2 separate regions of the Triticum aestivum genome follow, and region 1 is linked to region 2. A link is a contact called in public Hi-C data. All regions are on one chromosome and are shown on one strand. The core of a region is the stretch at or near the end of the contact, and the rest is flanking DNA. Distances in the headings are between cores, read along the strand shown.

The links. Hi-C and Micro-C count contacts between places; a contact is called where the count stands out from the background.
Region 1: a Hi-C map of leaf shows a contact between it and region 2, with 6 times the contacts expected there. The contact joins the promoter of LOC101867529 here to the promoter of LOC123166892 in region 2. A contact is called at or near these places in 2 of 5 Hi-C or Micro-C datasets (both in leaf).

Annotation. Positions count from the first base shown.
Region 1 is chr1D:145,096,856-145,101,397 of IWGSC CS RefSeq v2.1, reverse strand. It overlaps LOC101867529 (shaggy-related protein kinase GSK2), which reads left to right and starts at 2,465. Exons shown (of 12, transcript XM_044592925.1): 1 at 2,465-2,759; 2 at 2,869-2,970; 3 at 3,453-3,512; 4 at 3,595-3,867; 5 at 3,951-4,025; 6 at 4,193-4,249. The coding sequence starts at 2,685.
Region 2 is chr1D:144,894,834-144,899,738 of IWGSC CS RefSeq v2.1, reverse strand. It overlaps LOC123166892, which reads left to right and starts at 3,210. Exons shown (of 3, transcript XR_006483724.1): 1 at 3,210-3,618; 2 at 4,622-4,858.

The sequences.
Region 1 (4,542 bases), core at 1,216-3,715, 200 kb before region 2:
ATGAGTGCTATTTAAAGGGCGGGAGTTGGATCTTGACCAGGCAACGTTCTGGTTTTCTTTAACCCACTTGGAGCATGAAAGAATAAAACATATAGTCAATTCACTTTCTCCATCACACTTTCGGGGTGATTCATTGAAGAATCATCTTCTATGCATGCCGCCCATAGCTTGCTTAACTTCTAGCCTATAGTTGGTCTCTGCACCAATTCTCGCAACAGGTCATCTAGTGATTTTAAAGGATCATGTGGTGTAGTGGTACAAGACTACATAGTGTAGTTTGTTGCGGCCATGACAGCGGTGCTTGAACATGTTTCGGATGTGGTGTGAGCCGAAGCTGCTGCCTTACTTGAAGGGCTCAAACTTGCAACGCGGCTGGGGTGCAACAACATACTAGTGTGCATGGATAATGTTCTAGCGGTCCAAGCTCTAAACAAAGGCGAAGGCTACTCCATGGTTGCAACGCCTATTTATCTGCTTGTTGTAGTGATTTCTTTGGTTTTGGGAAGGCTTGTATTGAATTTTGTAGTAGGGAGTCTAATGTAGTAGCGCATGTGCTAGTTGAGTGGGGACATGAGAACCAACCCTCGCCTACTCAGAGAATATTTCAGAAAAGTCTAATTTAGGTACAACAATTGGAATGCGAAAGTGGACCCCTCAAAATGCTAAGGAAAAGTGTTGGCCAAGCCTCAAGACTCTCCATTTATATTTAAATTATCTAAAATCACATTTAGTCCAGAGGAAAGCCAATTCTATTCAAAGGGGATGATGTTTTGATAATGGATTCACTGGTCAAGTGCATAGAAATATTGCTCCAAAAGCCTCAAACATTTTCCCACATTCCACTATGTCATAAACCCTAAAGTTCATCTCGGTCCCACCGAAACACTCATACCCGAACTCACCGAGATACACATGACATAGCCATTGCCTAAACCTAGAACCTCGGTCTCACCAAGTTGACCCGTCGGTCCCGCCAAAGAGCACTGGTCAACCTTCTGTTGCCAACTGAAATTCAATCGGAATTTTTGAGTGGTTTCTATCGGTGACACCAAAGTGTGGAAAGTGCTTAGATCAGCATGAATCGGTCCCACCAATTGGTTTCATCCGGTCTCACCGGAAAGCCTAAAATTCAAACCTTTTGTACTAGTCTGTCTCACCGAGTGGTTTTGACCGGTCGTAACGAGTAGTGCATAAAGGTGTGTAACGGTTCGATTTTTGGTGATGCCTACACACACACACTCTACCTCTATGAGAACCTCCGAAAGATTGAGCCAGCACATCGTCTTGAGATTGACAAAGTCGCCACAAATGTCTTCGTAGTCGACGGGAACGTCTAAACGCGCATTGCCAGAAGGTCTAGAATAAATCCAGAAAAATGCGAACACCAATGTCAAGTCTAGAACTTGAACTCTGGTGGGTTGAGAATACCGGTGTCCTCTTAACTATCAAACCACATATTGGTTCGCTTTTATTTATGCATATAGATATACATATATGCTCAGTATGGAACACGGAAACCGGACTATCAAAGCATTGCTGATTTGATCCCGCATATATAAAAATGTTTGGATAATTTTACTTCTACAAATATATCTCACAAAAACTGCGTACATTTTTAGCACTGGCTAAAAAGGTTATTATTCGGATGAAAACACATAACTGTCACGTAAAAGATGTCATATTCTTAGTACCAAATTTATGGTTTGATCCAAAAATAAGGAGGCATTAAAATGACGCGGATCTTTGGGTCTCGGGTGCCAATGCACTTGAATTGGATTTTTTTTAAGTATTGCGAAATTAGTCAAAAATTTCAGAAACTTCTTGCAAACAAGAATGATACGGTGTTATGCCCGTGTGACAAGTTTCGAAAAGGAATGAGTTTCATGGTATTTTAGGCTAAACAAAACAAAATCGATACTATATAAACATATTCACTTCTTTTGTTTATGTCAAGGAGTCCACGGAAGTCACTTCTTCGCCATATACAAGTACAACACTACAAGATTCTCGTCTTCGAAAATTTTCAGGAATTTTTGACTCTTTTTGTTATTTATAAATTATTAGTTTTCAAATTGGTTGCAATGGGACCCAAGATCCATTAGGTATTTCCGTGCATTAAAATGACATATATAACACTAATAAGGTTCTCCTGTATGACATGAATGGGCCATCAATTTCTCCGACGAATACCCTAGTATATTTGTACAGCAATTAGTGTACAATTTTCACAAATTTCTCTGACGAATATCCTCATATATTTTCAGTTCATTTTTTGGCAGAAATTGAAAATATGCCGTAAATATATTTTAGCGGTATTGTTATCCTTTGACCAAAAAATGAATCCCATTACTCGGCAATAAATGCGGCACACGATATAAAACCCAACCTGATGCCCGGGGTACTCCCAGCAATTTGACCCCCGAGGCTCGTCTAGTCTAATCCACCTCCCCACTAATCCACCAGCTGTTTACACAGGGTCAGCTAACCGCTCTCTCTATAGATCAACGTCACTCCCCATCTTGTTCGTCTTGGTCACCCCCACCCCCACTTTCCCTTCACTGGTCAAAGGCTCCACCACCCACATCACAGTACAAGCCAAGCCAAGCCAAGCCAGAGAAAAGGACCAGGCGTAGGTGGATGCAAGTGTGAGCCCACCGTGTCCGCCCCATTCACACCCTAGCCACATGGAGCATCCGGCGCCGGCGCCGGAGCCGATGCTGCTCGACGAGCAGCCCCCCACCGCAGTCGCCTGCGAGAAGGTAAACCGGATCTGTGCTGGGATGGTCTTGGCCGTGTGTTTCTTGGCGTGGTGTTCCGTTGAGCTGATGTTTAGCGTGTTGTTTTCGTTGGGCGCTCTTGCTTGAGCAGAAGCAGCAGGATGGCGAGGCGCCGTATGCGGAGGGGAACGACGCCATGACCGGTCACATCATCTCCACCACCATCGGCGGCAAGAACGGCGAGCCCAAGCAGGTGAGCTGAGCGTCTCTTATGTTTCCCTTGTGTCTCTTGGCCTGAGTTTGCACGGCCAGTTCTTGCCTTGGTGAGATGCATCTGTTCTCCTGCAGCTATTCTCTTTAGCTATGTATAGAGTGCTTTGGTGATGATGACAAGTCATTGAAATATAGCTGTGTGGATTCTTGGTTAGATTTTTCTTCGTTTACCAAGAACCAAACAAATGTTTCAAAGCGGCTGAATTTATCAATTATCAAGGACGATGTAGCTTGTCAGCCTATTTTTGTAGTGCTCATTCGTTTGATCCTCGTGTAACTATGGTTTGCTCAAGAGATCTGTTCCAAATATGCCTGTGTGGTGTTCAATACTGTGGGTTTTCGGGACAAATTTGGACGGCTTCAGTTAGATTTTGGCCAACACTAGTGCTCAAATCTGTTACTATGAGCAACAGCTGATGCCTCTTTGGCGCCCAGTTGGTAATGTCCTGCTTTGTTTTTCAGACGATTAGCTACATGGCGGAGCGCGTTGTGGGCACTGGTTCGTTTGGCATCGTCTTTCAGGTGATTGCTCTAGCCATTGTTTGTTTCCTTGTTTGTGTTGTTGACTGCCAGCCTGATGTTTAGGGAAATGTTGCATGTGTAGGCTAAATGCCTGGAAACCGGGGAGATGGTGGCCATTAAGAAGGTACTGCAGGACAGACGGTACAAGAACCGTGAGCTGCAGCTTATGCGTTCGATGATCCATTCCAATGTTGTCTCCCTCAAGCACTGCTTCTTCTCAACCACAAGTAGAGATGAGCTGTTTCTGAACCTTGTCATGGAGTATGTCCCGGAGACGCTGTACCGCGTGCTTAAGCACTACAGTAATGCCAAACAGGGGATGCCACTTATCTACGTCAAGCTTTACACCTATCAGGTTTGTGAATTTCCAATGAATAAATGTGAAATGTGTGCCTGTCATTGTGCAACTATTCTAAGTCAATTTTACATTGGTGGCAGCTATTCAGGGGGCTGGCGTACATTCATACTGTTCCAGGAGTCTGTCACAGGGATGTGAAGCCACAAAATGTTTTGGTATGTATCAGTGAACACTGGCTGTGTGCATCACTTGATGCAGAGGCCGGGGTCTTCCCCTTTCTGAAAAAAAATGTATCAGTGAACACTGAACAGATTTGCTCGGTTTTCATGTATGGCTTTTCATGCTTGATTTTGAACTTGCCTCCACTTGCTTCATTATACAGGTTGATCCTTTAACACATCAAGTTAAGATCTGCGACTTTGGAAGCGCGAAAGTTCTGGTATGTTGGCTCTTTCCCCAAGAGTTTAGTGATACGTACACACTGCTTCAATTCATTTGTCCTGTCGTGTAGGCTACTCATTCTGTTCAGTATTGAACCAGAATTGGCACCATGGTCTGTGCTATTTTGATTTATTCTTACTGTTTTAGGCTTATAGCTGGCCAGGTGTTAAGACTAAAATTAAGTCACTTTTATATACCTTACAGTTTGACTTCTTCAGATAGTTTTGGTTTATAAACTATTATCTCTGTATTCCGCTTTTCCTTACTAGATTGCTGAATTCTTGCTTTAGC
Region 2 (4,905 bases), core at 1,961-4,460:
TGAATATTACCTTGGGGTGCCTTGGGCATCCCCAAGCTTAGGGTCTTGCCTCTCCTTATTGCTTCATCCATCGTGATCTCACCCAAAACTTGAAAACTTCAGCACACAAAACTCAACAGAAACCTCGTGAGATCCGTTAGTATAATAAGCAAATCATAAATTTTAGGTACTGTTATGAACCCATTCATATTTTATTCTTGCATAATACCTATTTTATTCTAACTTCTCCATGACTTATACCCCCCTATATAATCCATAGCATCATTAAAACAAGCAAACTATGCAATAGAAAACAGAATTTGTCTAAAACAGAACAATCTATAATGATCTAAACAAACACTATACTTCTATAACTTAAAAATTCTGGAAAATTAGGAAAACATGGGAAATTTGTATATCAATAATGTGTAGAAAATGCAGAGTTTTATCATGTTCTAGTGGATTACAATAATTCTAGTATTGGGCGAAAAGTTTCTGTTTTTCACATAATCAAGTCAACTATCAACCAAATCATCCCAAAGGTTTTAGTTGGCACAAATACTAATTAAAACATAAAATTACAATCATAACAGGAGCAATAATTGTGTAAACACTCAAAAACAGAAAGAGAAAGGAAAATTTTAAGATAACTATTGGGTTGCCTCCCAACAAGCATTATTATTTTACGCCCCTAGCTAGGCGTAAGGCAAGGTTTCAAGCATTGTCATATTTAGTTTCCAAATCCTTTTTAATCAATTCTTCCAATACTTTCCTTGTTAGTTCTCTACTTTCATGTTATTCTAGTAGGAGAACTTCAAAGGGACTTTGTTTGGTAATTTTAACGTTCATTATTTCAAACTCCGAATCATCACCATAGAAATCTTCATACAAAACATGTATTTCATCATCAATAGGATCTCTAGCCGTACTCTCAAACCACTTAATACTAAACCCTTCAGTAATCCCCTTAGTAATCCATTCAAATTTATCACACGTATGATGGTATAAAGTTTTAATAATTTCAGCATAAGGAACTCTTCTCCTAAGATTTTCACCATACGCAAAATACTCTTTAGATTCCAACCTTCATATAGTGTCTTTATCATGGAGAATTTCTTCTATAGGAGGATGCTCAAAATCTATCTTATAAAAGCAAAGATGTTCCTAGCTTCCCGAATTATATAATCAAATTCATGCATAAGGATAATAGTGGAAATCTTTTTAATTTTAGGATAATGGATGTTGGGAGTATTTAGCATGTTCTTGTTTATTCTTGGAATACACCAGGATATCATCCAGATAGACCACGACGAACTTGTTGAGGTATTCCATGAAGATACAGTTCATTAGACGAGAGAATGTAGCTGGAGCATTGGTTAAGCCGAAAGACATGACGGTACACTCGTATGAACCATAGCGAGTAACGAATGTGGTCTTTGGAATACCCTCTTCACGCACCCGGATCTGGTGGTAACCCAACTTGAAGTCGAGTTTAGAGAATACCGAGGAACCAGCAAGTTGATCATACATATCGTTGATCCGAGGAAGGGGATAATTGTTCTGAATTGTTCCTTGGTTGATAGGTCGGTAGTCTTGGACCAAATGATTCGTTCCATCCTTCTTCTTGACAAAGAGAGAAGGTGCTCCCCAGGCCGAGGAACTTGGACGAATGGAACCCTTGCGAAGTGAATTATCGATTTCCTCCTTAAGTTCCAGGAGTTCATGAGGCGGTATCTTGTTCCGACATCCCCGTGACATGGTCACCTGTGTCTGGCCAGATGATTATGGATGTCGTCACACCGAGAGGGCCTTAAGAATATATCTCCATCGTCGGAGGAGCAAATCCCACTCTTGAGCTATCTAATCCCTTGTCAAACTTTTCGATGAACATGTACGTTGTCTTGTGATCACCGTGTTAGAGATGACGTTGGTACAACCCCAAAGTTCATCGTACGGTAAGAAGTGACTACGATACTCTTGTGGTCTAAGGAACTAAATCACACGTTAACACTCAGTGTTATAACAATTGGAGAGAGACTATATTATAGTTCTGAAGTTTTGATAACCACATGACAAAGAGGGGCTACCAGATGTATGGTTTAACCACATCATACATAAGAGTGCTCAAAGGTGTTAATATTTTGCATCCTCCATGTTTTGTTAACGTTGGGTGGCTCTTTTTGTGAGGACCTAGGTATTATTATTAGCTTTCAAATTTGTCCTAGATCATTGAGAACATAGTTCATACAAGAAAGTATTAACATTTTCTGTGCATGTCTATTTAGAGTGTCCGAGGGTTTGACATTCCGGGTTTGCGGTTGCTCTGTCTCAGGGTATCGAGTGGTCCGACCTAAGGGCCGGAACACCCAGATCATCTGGATTAGTGCGAAAATTCTGGAGCGAGCAGATCTAATGGGCGCCTGTTTATAGGGTCTTCTTCTCCAATAATATGGTGGAGGGTGCTTTTGGGCCTTTTTTTTCATTCTTGCGAGCTCTAACCTCCTTCCTTGTAACCATAACTTTCACTAAATGTACTTGTTGTCATTTATATATGCTGTCACTTATAAAAAAACTGAAGAATAAATCTCCTATATCTAAATAGTTAGCCCCCACTAACATATTTCTCTCAAAATGCAAGCATGCCACCTGATCATTCAACATGTATAAGAAAAAGCCCACTCGAGCATGCAGCTATGCGTATTAAAAAACCACTTCAACATGCAATCATGCTTGCATGTAAACTTCCATTCTATTATGTTATTTACATTTAATTCTTATATACTTTTAAAAACTATTATTTCAAATATTCATGTTTCATATGACCAAAACTTCATTGAAATATTGCAAAATATTCCCGCAACAACGTGCGGGGCATCATCTAGTAGTCAAAAACTACGCAGCCAGAAATATTATAATCTGCCACAATACCAAATACTGTATAAAAAAAAGACAGACCCTATTTGAATTTGTGTACCCCAACGATTTCATCCAAGAAAAAAGACCAACCCTATTTGAATTCCTTTACTGTTTGAAGAAAAAAAGAATTGGCGGTACGCAAAGCCCGGCACTCATTGCCCTTTTTCCCATTTTGAATCGCTGCATTGCATCGCCCTCACCTGATCTTTCGCTGTCTCGGCTCAACTTGCGCCGTGTTATAAATAAATAAATAAATAAATAAATAAGGAGGTCAACTTGCGTCGGCCAATTCGCAACACCGAGACGATAATAAGAATCTACAGTAGCTCCCTCCCGTCATCATTCATTTCTTCCCGCAAAGCCCAAGATTCCGTAGGTCATTAATTAGATATTGGTCCATCGACGACACCATGGCATGAGATGAGATGAGAAGGCGGCCATGGTGACAACTGCTGGAGACGCTGGAGCGTGTGAAGGGCCGACCGTGGAAGGCGGCATCGTCGGACATGTTGCGGTCGACATCGACAGGTCGGCGGTGACGGCTGATCGGCAGGGGCAGGTTGGAACCGGGAGCGGCTGCAGAATTTGCCAGCTTGAGGACGGCGACCTGCCGGCGGAGAGCGGGAGCGGGCAGTTGGTAAACCTCGGCTGCGGCTGCCGAGGCGAGATCGCGGCGGCGCACCGGCGGTGCGCCGAGGCATGGTTCTCCGTGAGGGGCAACAGGTATTGATAATCCCATCTCTTGTGTGCTTAAAAATGCTTATACGTAGTACAGTACTTTTTTTCAATCATCTTCTTCTTTGGCAACCGTCGCCTCCTCAATTCAATCTCTCGCCTCCGCGTTGCCACCGCACCGGCCCGTCATGTCCGATGGTTGCCGCACCTGGCTAACACCCTCGCCGTCGATTCGCAAGACCTCATGGAACCCAGTCGATACGTTTTTTTTCCTAGAAAAAAGTAGTGGTATTAGACACAAAGCATGAAAATTTGAGGGAAACGCTCAACCTGAAATTCTAGGATTAGAAAGGAGCTCAAGACGCTCTGAATGCCTCAAACTCTGAAGAATAATTTTTGTGCCAGTCAACGTTAGAGCTTTCTCAGTTAGGGAGGATGACTGAAGTGCATATTATACGGACGGGCATAAGTAATGACAATCATGGTATGGAATCACTCACTGTGGTGAAGACAAAGAATAAAGTTGCGCAATCAGAACCGTAAGCTGGTATAGAACTAAGGCATTTTTATACGAGCTCAACAGCGAACGCGCATCATGTGACTATTACCTCAATTATGCAACCACTTGCTAGGTGGGTTATACGTATGAGGTGCAAATTGAAGATCTTCGATTGTGAAGTCCCATCCAAGGTTGATGACACTGCCTGTAGATTTCTTTCGCTGTCGTTGCCCTTGAGAATTCCATCCTCATCCAAGGTTTCAAAACATTTATTGGTCTAATAGCAGTGTACTTTAGAACTACGGCGCTTGCCCGGCCTTGAAATGAGGTTTTTAGGGCATCTTCAACATGGACCCTCAAACGAAAATACTCCATAATCGTGTAGTCAATGACAGACGGGGCTCGCATCTCAGCTGCCACCTCAGCTGGTCAAAGTTTTCTTTTATGCTCAGTCTTTGCTGTGTTAGCCGACAGGTGGGGTCCACCTATCGGTTTCCCTATTTTCGCAAGAAAATCACACAATCAATGATCTCTGTTATTTGTTAAACGCAGATATGGTGTTTTTCTCGTGCCCTAGCCGGAAAGCGGTACTAAGTTGTTACCCTGATCCCAAATATGATGGTTTTGGGTAAATACCTCTGAAAAAACACTCAAATTCGATCGATGTAGGCATCGTAACAAGAAATAGATCAGGGCATCTTCTTCCCCATGTCATGGCGGATCATCAGCGAGGATTAATCATCCAGCAGGGGCATCTCTCGCCGAAATTGATGTGGTGCATGAAGCTTGGTGAGTCGGCTAAAGAAAATTGACATCCTCGCGACAATATAATTTAC